Linked DNA regions of Sus scrofa: regions 2 and 3 are each linked to region 1. A link is a contact called in public Hi-C and HiChIP or PLAC-seq data. All regions are on one chromosome and are shown on one strand. The core of a region is the stretch at or near the end of the contact, and the rest is flanking DNA. Distances in the headings are between cores, read along the strand shown.

Region 1 (3,718 bases), core at 434-2,933:
GGTCCCAGAGCCATTCCAGTGCCCAGGAGGGTCTTGAGTCCCAGGCGTCCTAGCTCACTCTTCTCTCTGCTCCACCCTAACAGTGACAAGCACTTTTACTATCACCTGCTCTGGGTCTGGCATTTTCCATGGATTACCTCACTCAAGTCCCACCCATACTTTGAAGAAGAAAAGTTGAACCAACAAATACTCCAGGAAGGATCTGAACTCAGGTGAGTCCCTGACGGCCACCTTCTAAGTCGGTGGCATTTAGGAAGTTCCCATCATGGCTCAGGGGTCACGAGCCGGACTAGTATCCATGAGGACTTGGGTTCAATCCCTGGCCTCACTCAGTGGGTCAAGGATCCAGTGTTGCCACAAGCTGTGGTGTAGGTCGTAGCCGTGGCTCAGATCCCACAGCGTTGCTGTGGCTGTGGTGGAGGCCCGCAGCTGCAGCTCCAATTGGACCCCCAGCCTGGGAACCTCCATGTGCCACAGGCGTGGCCCTAATAAATAAATAAGTAAATAAATAAAAGTCGGTGGCATTCAATTTACTCCAGTTCCGTCTGCTAGTTTCTACTGGGCCCTGGGACGTCCAGGCATCAGAGTCGAGCTCCAAGGCCAGGCAGGAGCAGCCTTGCTCCCCGGGCCCCGCACACATGACCAAGGACTGCTGGAACAGAATACCACCAATTCGGGAGTTTACAACAATAGAGATTTCATCCTCTCATGGCTCTGGAGGGACGGTTCCAAGATCGAGGTGTCAGCAGGCTGTGCAGACTCTGGAGGCGGTTCCTTCCTCGTCTCTCCAGCTCCTGGGACTCCTGATGTTCCTTGGGGTGGGGGCTGCAGGGGTCCAATCTCTGCCTCCATCCTCTGGCCCCTCTTCCTCTTTTTTTTTTTTTTTTTTTTTTTTTTAGGGCCATATCCATGGCATATGGAGGTTCCCGGGCTAGGGGTGGAATCCAAGCTGCAGCTGCCGGCCTCCACCACAGCCACAGCGACACCAGATCCTAAACCCATTGAGCAAGGCCAGGAATCAAACCCATGTCCTCAGGGATACTAGTTGGGTTCTTAACCTGCTGGGCCACAATGGGAGCTCCCTGCCTCACCCTCACAAGGACACCTGTCACTGAAGTTAGGGCCTACCCAGGCAATTCAAGAAGAGCTCACCATCTCAAGCTAATGACATCTACAAAGACCAAAAAAGGTCTTGTTTTCCAAAGACGTTCCCAGGGGTCAGGAGCTAGGGGGACACTACTGAACCCACTACGGAAGGAGGCAGGTTTAGGCTGTCACTGTCACCCTGTTCTTCAGTGGGGACAGGGGTGCAGCGGCAGCTGCTGCAGCCACAAGCCTTGGTCAGGACAGCCAAGAACCAGGGAACAGGGCCAGCAAGCTGGTATCCAGGGCAGCGCACAAACCCAGGGCAGTGCCGGGCAGGGCAGAGATCAGGGAGGCTGGGGGAAGAATGCTGATGCCACAGGCCCCAGCTGCATTGCCAGGACAGCGTAAAACCTCCTTCCTGGGCTGCTTAAGTATCCCGAGAAGGCGGAAGTTTGTGTTAACTGCCTGAGCTGCCGCCAGGCCGCAGGGCCCTGCGGGAGGGACCTCGTTTGACTCAGCGGTCCAGAGCTGGTCTTCCTCCTGCAGCCTTATCAGCTGTGCCTGTGCCCACAGTGCCATCTGCAAGACTGTGGTCCCGCCAGGGCCCAGCCAGGGATGGTGGCCATGGGGGAGGGCCCTGGCTGCCAGGACAGGGACACGGCAGAGAGCTGGCAGCTCTCCTTCCTCCCTGACTCAAAGCGGAGTCAGAGAGGTCTGACCGCAGGCAATTCTGGGCTGCAGTCACATTCAACCCACTGCCACCTGCCCCCAGCAGGGAGGGGAGAGACAGCATGGGCAGAGAAGGGAAATGGCTTGAGACCTGCAAGTCCCAGCAGGGCTCAGGGAAGGGGGTGGGGGCTCTTGGGGATTCTGGAAGAGTCGGCAGGCCCGTGTGAGGCTAAGGCAGTGGGCTCTGCCATGGAACTGCCTGGCTTCAAACCCCAGCTCCACAGCTTGCTGTGCAACCTTAGGCTAGCTACTTAACCTCTCTCGAACGAAGATCTCGTCTCTCTAAACTCAAGCTCAAAACAGGACCTACAACATACAGCTGTTATGAGGACGACATCAAACAAGCCAAGGAAAGCACGTGACACAGGACATGGTACGTGAGCCAGGGCACACCAGCCACACTGGAGGTGAGCCTCACACAAGAGAGGGCAGATGCCCAGCCATCTGCTCAAACATCAGTCTGGATGTTGCTCTGCGGGTAATTTGGAGACGTGCTTCACATGTGAATCGACGGCCTCAGAGTCAAGCCGATCACCCTCCCTGGGGTGGGTGGGCCTCGTCCGATCAGTCGAAGGCCCTCAGAGACAAGGCTGAGGTTCCCCCCTCCCCGACCCAAGGAGGAAGGAATTCTGCCTTCACCCGACAGACTTTCCAGCCTGCTGGCCTCCTCGCCTGTGGATTTCTGACCTTCCAGTCCCCACAACCCCCTCTGTAAATACACATCTGTAAATACACATTCTCGGGAGACTCCGACTGACACACCAGCACTGAGGCACCCAACCCCTGGGCACAGCTGGGAGCGGGGCTCCCTGGCAGGGAGGGCAGGGGAGGGAGGAGAGAAAAGGATGCCGAGCCAGGGAGGCATCCACCCTGCAGGCGCTTCACAGGGACGAGAGTTGGGACGTCACCACCTCAGAGTGGGGCCCAAGGCGCAGAGCAGAAGGACCTCGTTCTGGGTCACCAGCTAGGAACAGAGTCTCTGGACTTGAACCTGGATCTGCCTGACTCACAAACCCAGGGCTTCTCCCATCCATTCAATGAACCCCATGGGGAGGGCAGGGGAAGGAATGTACCCGTCAGGGAAGGGGGTTGGGAGTGTGTGCGGAGAACAGAGAGAGGGTTAGAGAAGCCACAGGAACCCAAGCCAGGCAGATGGGGAGGGGAGGCCCGGCACTGCTTAAAGGGTTGACTGCACTTAAAGATGCCCTGTTTGGCCTCAATGTCAACTCTCCCTGGGTCTCCAGCCTGCCACCTGCTCCGAAGACCTCAGACTTCCCAGCCCTCATAATCATGTGGGCCAATGCCTTAAACTAAATCTCTCTGTGGGCGGGTTGATGGATGGATGGGTGGGTGGGTGGATCTAAATATATAGACGAGTAGAGAAAGATCCAGAGCTACTGGCTTCCATCCTCCATCTGCCCTCCCATCTATGCATCCGTCTACTGTACACGCACCTGCTGGTTCTGTCTCCCTGGGGTCTAACGGAAGGGACAGTGTCCCAGGAGTCACAAGGACAAACATCCCAGAGAGAGACCCAAGCGGGTGGGCTGTGCCGGGAAGAGTGAGCAGACCAGCTGGGTACAGGGCAGAGGGGATGTGAGCCCATTAAGCAGGACAGGCCAGGTGGGGCTGTGTGGAGAGGAAGCTCAGAAGCCTTTGGAAGATTCGAAAGGCCTAGGGGTGCTGGAGCCACCCTGGAGGAGCAGCCCTGCATAGAACCCACCAGCAGATGCCCCCACCTCTATCTGCTTCCACCAGGGGAACCAGGGCGGCTGCAGAAATGTGCTTAGAAGGAAAAAGGAACATATCTCCACCGGGGTCCAGAGATGTCATGCGCAGATGCAGACACATCCCTGCCTGGGGGCACCACCACCACGGCTCACATCCAGGAGGAGGCGAGTCT
Region 2 (3,718 bases), core at 767-3,266, 110 kb before region 1:
CCGGGAGTCCAGGGTGAGCAGGATGGGTAAACAAAGTCCGACTGCAGAGCTCAGGGAACTGTATTCGATGTTCCGTGTTAAACCATAAGGGAAAGGAGTCTGAGAAAGAATATGCATATGTGTATATGTGTAACTCACTCATTTTGCTGCACGGTGGAAATTAACACAACATTGTAAATCGACTACCATGAATACATATATATTTTTAAATAAAGGCACTGGCTTTGAAATCAGACTGTCCTGGACTGAATCCTGGTTCCGCCACTTAGTATGCGAATCACTCTGAGCCTCAGTTTCCTCCTTTGTAAAACAGGATTACAGCTCCCTGGAAAAATCATCCTAAGCGCAGAAAGAGGACATGCACGCAAAGCCTGCCAGAGGCATTTCAGGTCAGCTCTAACCCCCTGGCACTGGCCTCCTCAAAGGTGGAATTGAGAAGGGTGATGAGGCCACGTTCTGGCCTGGGGGAGGGGAGCGTGGGGACTGGTGACATCCACCTCGGGAGAGGGCTGGCACGAGTGAGTGTGCACGGACCAAGCTTGGCTCCGCACACGCCTGATGTGTTGGCAAGTGCTCCGTAAACGCTGGTCCTGAAACTTCCGGTCACTGTTCTCTCTGGTTCTGAAACTGCTGCCTCTGGTCATTCGAAGTCCTTGGTCACAGCCACTGCAAGTCCACTCTTGCCCAGCCGCTTATTTTTAGGTATCTCTCTCTCTTTTTTTTCTTTTTAAGCGCTGCACCTGTGGCATATGGAAGTTCCCAGGCTAGGGGTCAAATCCCAGGGTAGGGGCCAGCCTACGCCACAGCCACAGCCACAGCAACCCTGGATCCTTTCACTACTGAGCGAGGCCAGGGATCGAACCCACATTCTCATGGATACTAGTCAGGTTCTTAACCCTCTGAGACATGACTCCCAAAGTCACTGTTCTAATGACAGCAGCTGCTGTGGCTTGGAAGCGCCTTGGAGCTGAGGACATGTCAACAAAGAACATCAGGTCCTTACTCACGCGATGTCCGCAGCCTCGCAGGCCTGCTCTCCATAAATCCCCGAATGGAAACTGCGAGGCAGGAGTGACCATCGATGGCAGGGGTCGACTTCTGGCCTGGCCACCAGGCAGCCTCTCTGGCCTCGTTTCTGGGCACGGTAGGGCCTGGGAATAAGCCTGGCGCTTTGGTCTCCTCTGCCTTGTTCCCGTGAAGGGACCCCGGCAGTGATGACCCCTCCAGCTTCCTTTAAGTGGCACCAGTGGATCCTGGAACCAAGGGAAGCTTCACCAACACCAGCTCTGGCTCCTAAGACAGAGGACTCTTGGAGCCAAGGCGTGTGCTGGCCGCTGCCTGGGAGCCCAGCATCCCCCGGAGCAGCCCCAGAGCCGGTGCCGTGTCCTCCAGGAACGGCACGGGCTCTGCCGAAGATCACGGCTGTTTCTCCAACACACTTGGGAGCGCCTGCATTTGCTTTTAACACCTTCCAACACACGTACCCTACATTCTGTTTGGCATACATGGCACAGAGCTCTCAAACAGTTCTTTCTTCCAGGCTATTTCTCTTGACAAGAGAAATCATTTCTAAGCCAACAGCTGTCCTTTCTCATAACTGTCAAGGGAGGGAGCAGGGAAATCTCTTTTCCGAGAAAAGAGGCGGAAACAACATCAGAAAAGTTCTGCTTTGCCTGTTCGATCTGCGGAACAAGACTGCTTAGCGAGCTGTCCCAGGACCAGGGGAGGCAGACCCTGCTTCCCAAACTCAGAACCCAGGTTGAAACCGGCGGATGGGGCAACAGTGGCAAATACGACTTCCTGAGGTCCCTTCTGGCTTCCAAGCTCTTTCCTGCTTTACTCTGTGTGCTCCTCAAAAGCACCTGGGAAGCAGCGTGATCAGCCCACTTAACACAAGAGGGAACGGAGGCCGAGAGAGAAGGCGCTAGCGAATGGCAGAGGGATGCTGGAGCCCGAGCAGCACCCCTGCCCTGGACCCCACCTTCACACGTGACTCTCCAAGGAACAGGAGCCACCCAGGCCGCGACCTGCCCCGGGTGAGCCAGGCATGCCCCCTGGGCTAGTGGATCAGGCACAGGCATGCATACTCCTAAACAGATGATTTCTGCTAACAAAAGCCTACAAAAAGTAGAAGCCAAGTATTAGAGGAAAAGAGAGGCAGTAATTATTACAGAGCAAGAAAGGCATCCAGAAGCTGTAAGAACAGAAGGCAGACAGCCCGAGAATGCTAGAGACAGAACAACAAACAAAGCACACGTCTGCAAGACGCCGGCACAAAGTCACCAGGTCACGGAGTGCAGAGCAGGGGACCACGGCTCCGGCTCCTGAGCCCTCAACGACAGCCGAGGTTAATGACCGAGGCTGATGGGCAAGGACAGTGTCCCCACGCTGCCGTGCCGTCTCATCAGAAAGTCAAAGTCAGGAAATATTTGGTACTGGGGGAAATTTCTTTTTTCTTTTTTCCTTTTTGTCTTTTTAAGGTCGCACCTGTGGCCCATGGCGGTTCCCAGGCTGGGGGTTGAATTGGAGCTGCAGCTGCCAGCCTCCACCACAGCCACAGCAATTCAGGATCCCAGCCGAGTCTGTGATCCACACCACAGCTTGTGGCAATGCTGGATCCTTAACCAAGTGAGCAAGGCCAGGGATCCAACCATCATCCTCATGGATCCTCATCGCGTTCTTAACCTGCTGAGCCACAGTGGAAACTTCTGGGAAGATGTTTTTTATGTGCAACACTGCACTACCTGATGCCAATCACCTGAGCTGTCCCTCCCTTTCCAAGTCACGTGTCACACAGAATGTAACCATAACAAGTATATTTATATCACATCACAAATGTATAGAAACAAACCAAAATTTTTATACACACATATTAAAAGGTTTTATTTTGAAACAATTTTGGACTTAGAGTGGGAAAGACAGTTCAGAGAGTACCCCGCACAGCCACCTCCAGCCTCCCCACCCCTGACACGGCCACCCCCGGCCTCCCTCTCCAACACGCCCCCCCACGGCCCCCACCAGTCTCGCCTCATGTTAGCCTCTTATACTAACTGTGGTCAGTTATGAAAACGAAGGAGCGAACCTGGACTCCGTGCTACGAACCACACCGGGCCCCTCCCAGACGTCCCCTTTCTGTCCTGGGAGCTCACGTGCTTGGAGCGCTGTGTCCCCTTCGTCTCCTCCTGTCTGGGACAAGGCCTGAGCCTTCCCTTGTCTTTGGCGGCCCTGTCACTTTTGAAGTGTCCTGGTCAGGCATTCTGTAAACTGTCCTTGAATTTGGATATGTCTCTTTTCTCACGAGTGGACTGTGCTTTAGGATGAGGGAAGGACCCCACAGAGGTGACAGGCCCTTCTCTGCATATCACATGGGGTGTGGGGGCAGGAGGCCAGTCTTATTACTCCTGCTGCTAACCGCAGTCATCGGGTGACAGGAGGCCCTGCTGGATCTTCCACTGTCCAGCAACGGTTCTCCCTTTACAGTGAATGAATCTGGGGGGCGGGGGGGTTACTTGGAGGCTGTGCAAGTGCCCTGTTTGTCCTTAAACTTTCACCCACTGATTTCATTTTTTTTTTTGCTTTTTAGAGCCATACCTGAGGCATATGGAGGTTCCCAGGCTCGGTGTTGAATCGGAGCTACAGCTGCCTGCCTACACCACACCAAAGCAATGCAGGATCCGACCACAGCTCACGGCAGCGCTGCATCCTTAACCCACTGAGC
Region 3 (3,718 bases), core at 623-3,122, 93 kb after region 1:
GAGCCCTGGGAAATCTCCGCGCTGGTCTCACCCCCCATCCCCCAGGGCACTGCCATCCCCTCTCCTCCGCTCAGACTATTGCAAAAAGCTTATGACTCACCAAAGGCTCAGAGGCTAGCATTTTGAAGCAACAAAATAGTTTTATTTATTTATTTATTTTTGTCTTTTTGCCTTTTCTAGGGCTGCTCCCACGGCATATGGAGGTTCCCAGGCTAGGGGTCCAATCGGAGCTGTAGCCACCGGCCTACACTAGAGCCACAGCAACTCAGGATCCGAGCCACGTCTGTGATCTACACCACAGCTCACAGCAACACCGGATCCTTAAGCCACTGAGCAAGGGCAGGGATCGAACCTGCAACCTTATGGCTCCTAGTGGGAGTCGTTAACCACTGCACCACGACAGGAACTCCAAAATATTTTTAATTAAGGTGTGTACAAAAAAAGAAAAGAAAATACAAGGAAAAAAAAAAAGGGGGTGTTCCCGTTGTGCGCAGTGGTTAACGAATCCGTCTAGGAACCATGAGGTCACGGGTTCGATCCCTGGCCTTGCTCAGTGGGTTAACGATCCAGCGTTGCCGTGAGCTGTGGTGTAGGTTGCAGTCACGGCTCGATCCTGCGTTGCTGTGGCTCTGGCGTAGGCTGGCGGCTACAGCTCCGATTGGACCCCTAGCCTGGAAACCTCCATGTGCTACGGTAGTGGCCCAAGAAATGGCAAAAAGACAAAAAAAAAAAAGAAAAGAAAATATACCTTGGAGTTCCCTGGTGGCACAGTGGGTTAAGAATCCGATGCTGTCACTACTTGGGTCACTGCGGTGGCAAAGGTTCTAGCCCTAGTCCGGGAACTGCATGCCTCAGATGCAGCCAAAATAACCCCAAAGTATATACATTGCTTTTTAGGCATAACACTAACACACGTAATAGACTTCAGCAGAGCATAAGGGTCCTTGCCCTCCCACAGTCTGGGGCCTCTTTGGCAAATGACCTGCTAGATCAATCCCTATGTCAAACAGTTCCTCGAGGAGTTCCCGACGTGGCTCAGCGGAAACGAATCCGACGAGGAACCATGAGGTTGCAGGTTCAATCCCTGGCCTCGCGCAGTGGGTTAAGGATCCGGCATTGCCGTGAGCTGTGGTGTAGGTCACAGACACGGCTTGAATCTGGCATGGCTGTGGCATAGGCCAGTGACTACAGCTCCGATTCGACCCCCAGCCTGGGAACCTCCATGTGCCATGAGTGCAGCCCTAAAAAAGTTCCTTGAGGGGCTGGGAAGGCCAAAACCCTGACAACGCAGGCCCCTGCGTCTGGATCTGCTCTGTACTCGACACTAACACAGGGCAGCAAGCAGCCCTCCCAGAGAGGACCTTCCCTTTATCTCAGCCATTAGAAGCCGTCTTCCTTACAAGGACCTAAATCCCCACCCATGCAGGAATCCCTCCCACATTAGCTGACAGGGATCTGTTTGAACACCTCCAGTGACAGGGAACTCACTACCAGTGAACACTAACTGCTGTGTGAACGCCACATGAGGCCCAGAACCAGCCACATGATTCCGGATCTCCGCCCCACTGGCCACTCCATCTTCCCACAGGAAGCCAGGGACACACACCTCGAGGTTCCCCTGAGTATGGAGACTGCCTCGCCCCGTGATTGCAAACAAGCAGCCCCCCACTAACCCCCAGCGCCCATCCATCCCAGGCAATCCCTCGTTCTGGCAAGGGAACTGATTTTCATCAGTTCTCTTTCAGATTTTCAGAGCATCCTCTTTGTCTCCCCACAGGCCAGGAGGCCATGTGAGACAGAACTGAATCTGGAATGTGTGCGGCTCCCACAGCCTTCTCGAATCACTGCACCGCTGTTTCCTCTTTAACTTGATCCTGAGGCTGCCACGGAAACAGGCCGCACCCAGGGAAACCTGGACCTAGGCCCCCTAATTCAGGCAACTTAGCAGCTGTCACCCCAGCTCCTTTTCAACACCAGGGGTGTGGTGGGGGGAGAGACCGTTTGGGGAGCTCATTCCTTCCTACAGCTGCCAGATTCAGGGCCCTTCCTGCCCCACAGCCCCCAGTCCTACCCCCTCCTCTTGGGCACCACACGCTCGTGTCAATCAATGCAAGAACCTGCAACTCAGCAGGGCAAGAGGAGAGAAGGGACCGAGGCAGGGAATGGCACTAACCCCAGCCCCTGCTCAGGACTCGCAGGGCGAGGGAGGACAAGCAGAACTCCAGAGAGAGGGGGGGAGACAAACGTGCCAAGGACAGCAGCATCCAGCAAAGTACAGAGAAGCAGCTGGATAAAGAAGGGATGGAGGCGTGGGCTCGGGTGGGATGGGGAGAGCCAGAGACAGCAAACTCTGAGGAGAAGGACGGCATGGCCAGCCAGCTCCAAGAGGTGGCTGGAGGATTTGCATGTGCTTTACCTACTGGGCTGAGGCCAGTTCACCAACCGCCAAGGAGGCCAAGGTCACAGGAAGGTCCTCCTTTCCGCTAGACAGCCCTTCGAACGTGTCACAGAGCCAGGCGACTGCTCTGCTGCCAGGGACGCCCCCAAATCGGGGCACAAGCAGCACTGATTGCTCACGACCCACCCTGTGCCGGAAAAGCATAAAGATGGCTCCCAAATAGTCATCAAGCGCACGCAGAAAACAAGAACTGGAAGCCACAGGAGAAGCAAACCACACAAAGGCAGGCACACGAAATGGAGCCACGGGCCAGGCTGACACAAAAGCACACCACCGCACTACATTCCTAAGGCCTCACATGTGTGTAACTTGATCACGTGCCAATTCAGGGTCCTTAAAATAAGAACAAACCAACTGTTCGCGAGAAGTGAAATTGTGTCTGCTACTGAAACGCGACAGGAATTTCTTCTAAGGATCTTCGCAGAGACGACACAGTATGATGATCCCAGAGATCAGAGCGGACTTACGTTTCCCGGGAGGTTTAAGCCCTAAAATAGACCTTAAAACAGGGAGCAGGAGGCCACCGGGAACCAAGAACGCCTAGCCCCTCCCGGAAGAACCCACCCCCAAAGAGGGTCAGCGGCACGTGCTTAGAATGTCCCTCCATGGCCACTCTGCCACAGCACACAGTGGTGACAGAATCAATAGCCTGGCACCATCTATTTGGGGCACAGTATCTACTAAAATAACCCAAACGTCCATTGTTAGGTAACTGGCTAAACAAACTGTGGTATATTCATGTAATGCAATGTTCTTAGCTATAAAAATGAATTGATGGCTGATATACACAAAACCATACATGAATTTCTAAGAATTATATTAAGAGAAGCCACATGTGAAGTTCCCATCATGGCTCAGCGGTTCGAGAGCCTGACTAGCATCCCTGAGGACTCAGGTTCATAGCCTCGCTCAGTGGGTTAAGGATCGGCGTTGCCTGAGCTGTGGTGTAGGTCGCAGATGCGGATTTGGATCCTGAATTGCTGTGGCTGCTGCTCCGATGGGACACCTAGCCTGGGACCCTTCATGTGCCACGGGTGCGGCCCTAAAAGACAAAAAGACAAAAAAGAAGCCAGACAAAAAGATCATATATCCCGTATGATTTGAATGAACACCTAAAATAAGCAAAACTAATCTACAGTGATGGAAACTAAAACCATGGTGAGATTCCATCCTACACCTACCCGACTGGTTGGAAAAAAAAAAAAAAATTGAAAAATAAAATGACCTGACAATATCAAGTACTGGTGAGGATGCTTCTCA

The links. Hi-C and Micro-C count contacts between places; a contact is called where the count stands out from the background. HiChIP or PLAC-seq counts read pairs in DNA pulled down with a chosen protein or histone mark.
Region 2: a contact with region 1 is called in an H3K27ac HiChIP or PLAC-seq map of skeletal muscle. The contact joins two enhancer-like sites. A contact is called at or near these places in 1 of 5 promoter capture datasets (liver), 6 of 47 Hi-C or Micro-C datasets (brain, embryonic fibroblasts, epiblast stem cells and 3 more) and 1 of 2 datasets of contacts at active chromatin or transcription factors (skeletal muscle).
Region 3: a Hi-C map of skeletal muscle shows a contact between it and region 1, with 2.5 times the contacts expected there. The contact joins two enhancer-like sites. A contact is called at or near these places in 11 of 47 Hi-C or Micro-C datasets (embryonic fibroblasts, fetal heart ventricle, heart right ventricle and 3 more) and 1 of 2 datasets of contacts at active chromatin or transcription factors (skeletal muscle).

What each region holds. Positions count from the first base shown.
Region 1 is chr3:38,158,131-38,161,848 of Sscrofa11.1, reverse strand. All of the region lies in intron 2 of ADCY9 (adenylate cyclase type 9), which reads right to left. Among named protein-coding and RNA genes, the nearest start is that of ADCY9, 43 kb to the right of the region's middle. Within about 2 kb of position 1,683, at least 7 of the 83 cell types and tissues checked have an H3K27ac peak or open chromatin away from gene starts, as enhancers often do. A contact at or near this core is called in skeletal muscle, where this site is marked.
Region 2 is chr3:38,269,354-38,273,071 of Sscrofa11.1, reverse strand. All of the region lies in intron 5 of ADCY9 (adenylate cyclase type 9), which reads right to left. Among named protein-coding and RNA genes, the nearest start is that of CREBBP, 120 kb to the left of the region's middle. Within about 2 kb of position 2,016, at least 9 of the 83 cell types and tissues checked have an H3K27ac peak or open chromatin away from gene starts, as enhancers often do. A contact at or near this core is called in skeletal muscle, where this site is marked.
Region 3 is chr3:38,064,880-38,068,597 of Sscrofa11.1, reverse strand. No RefSeq gene overlaps it. Among named protein-coding and RNA genes, the nearest start is that of SRL, 6.6 kb to the left of the region's middle. Within about 2 kb of position 1,872, at least 4 of the 83 cell types and tissues checked have an H3K27ac peak or open chromatin away from gene starts, as enhancers often do. A contact at or near this core is called in skeletal muscle, where this site is marked.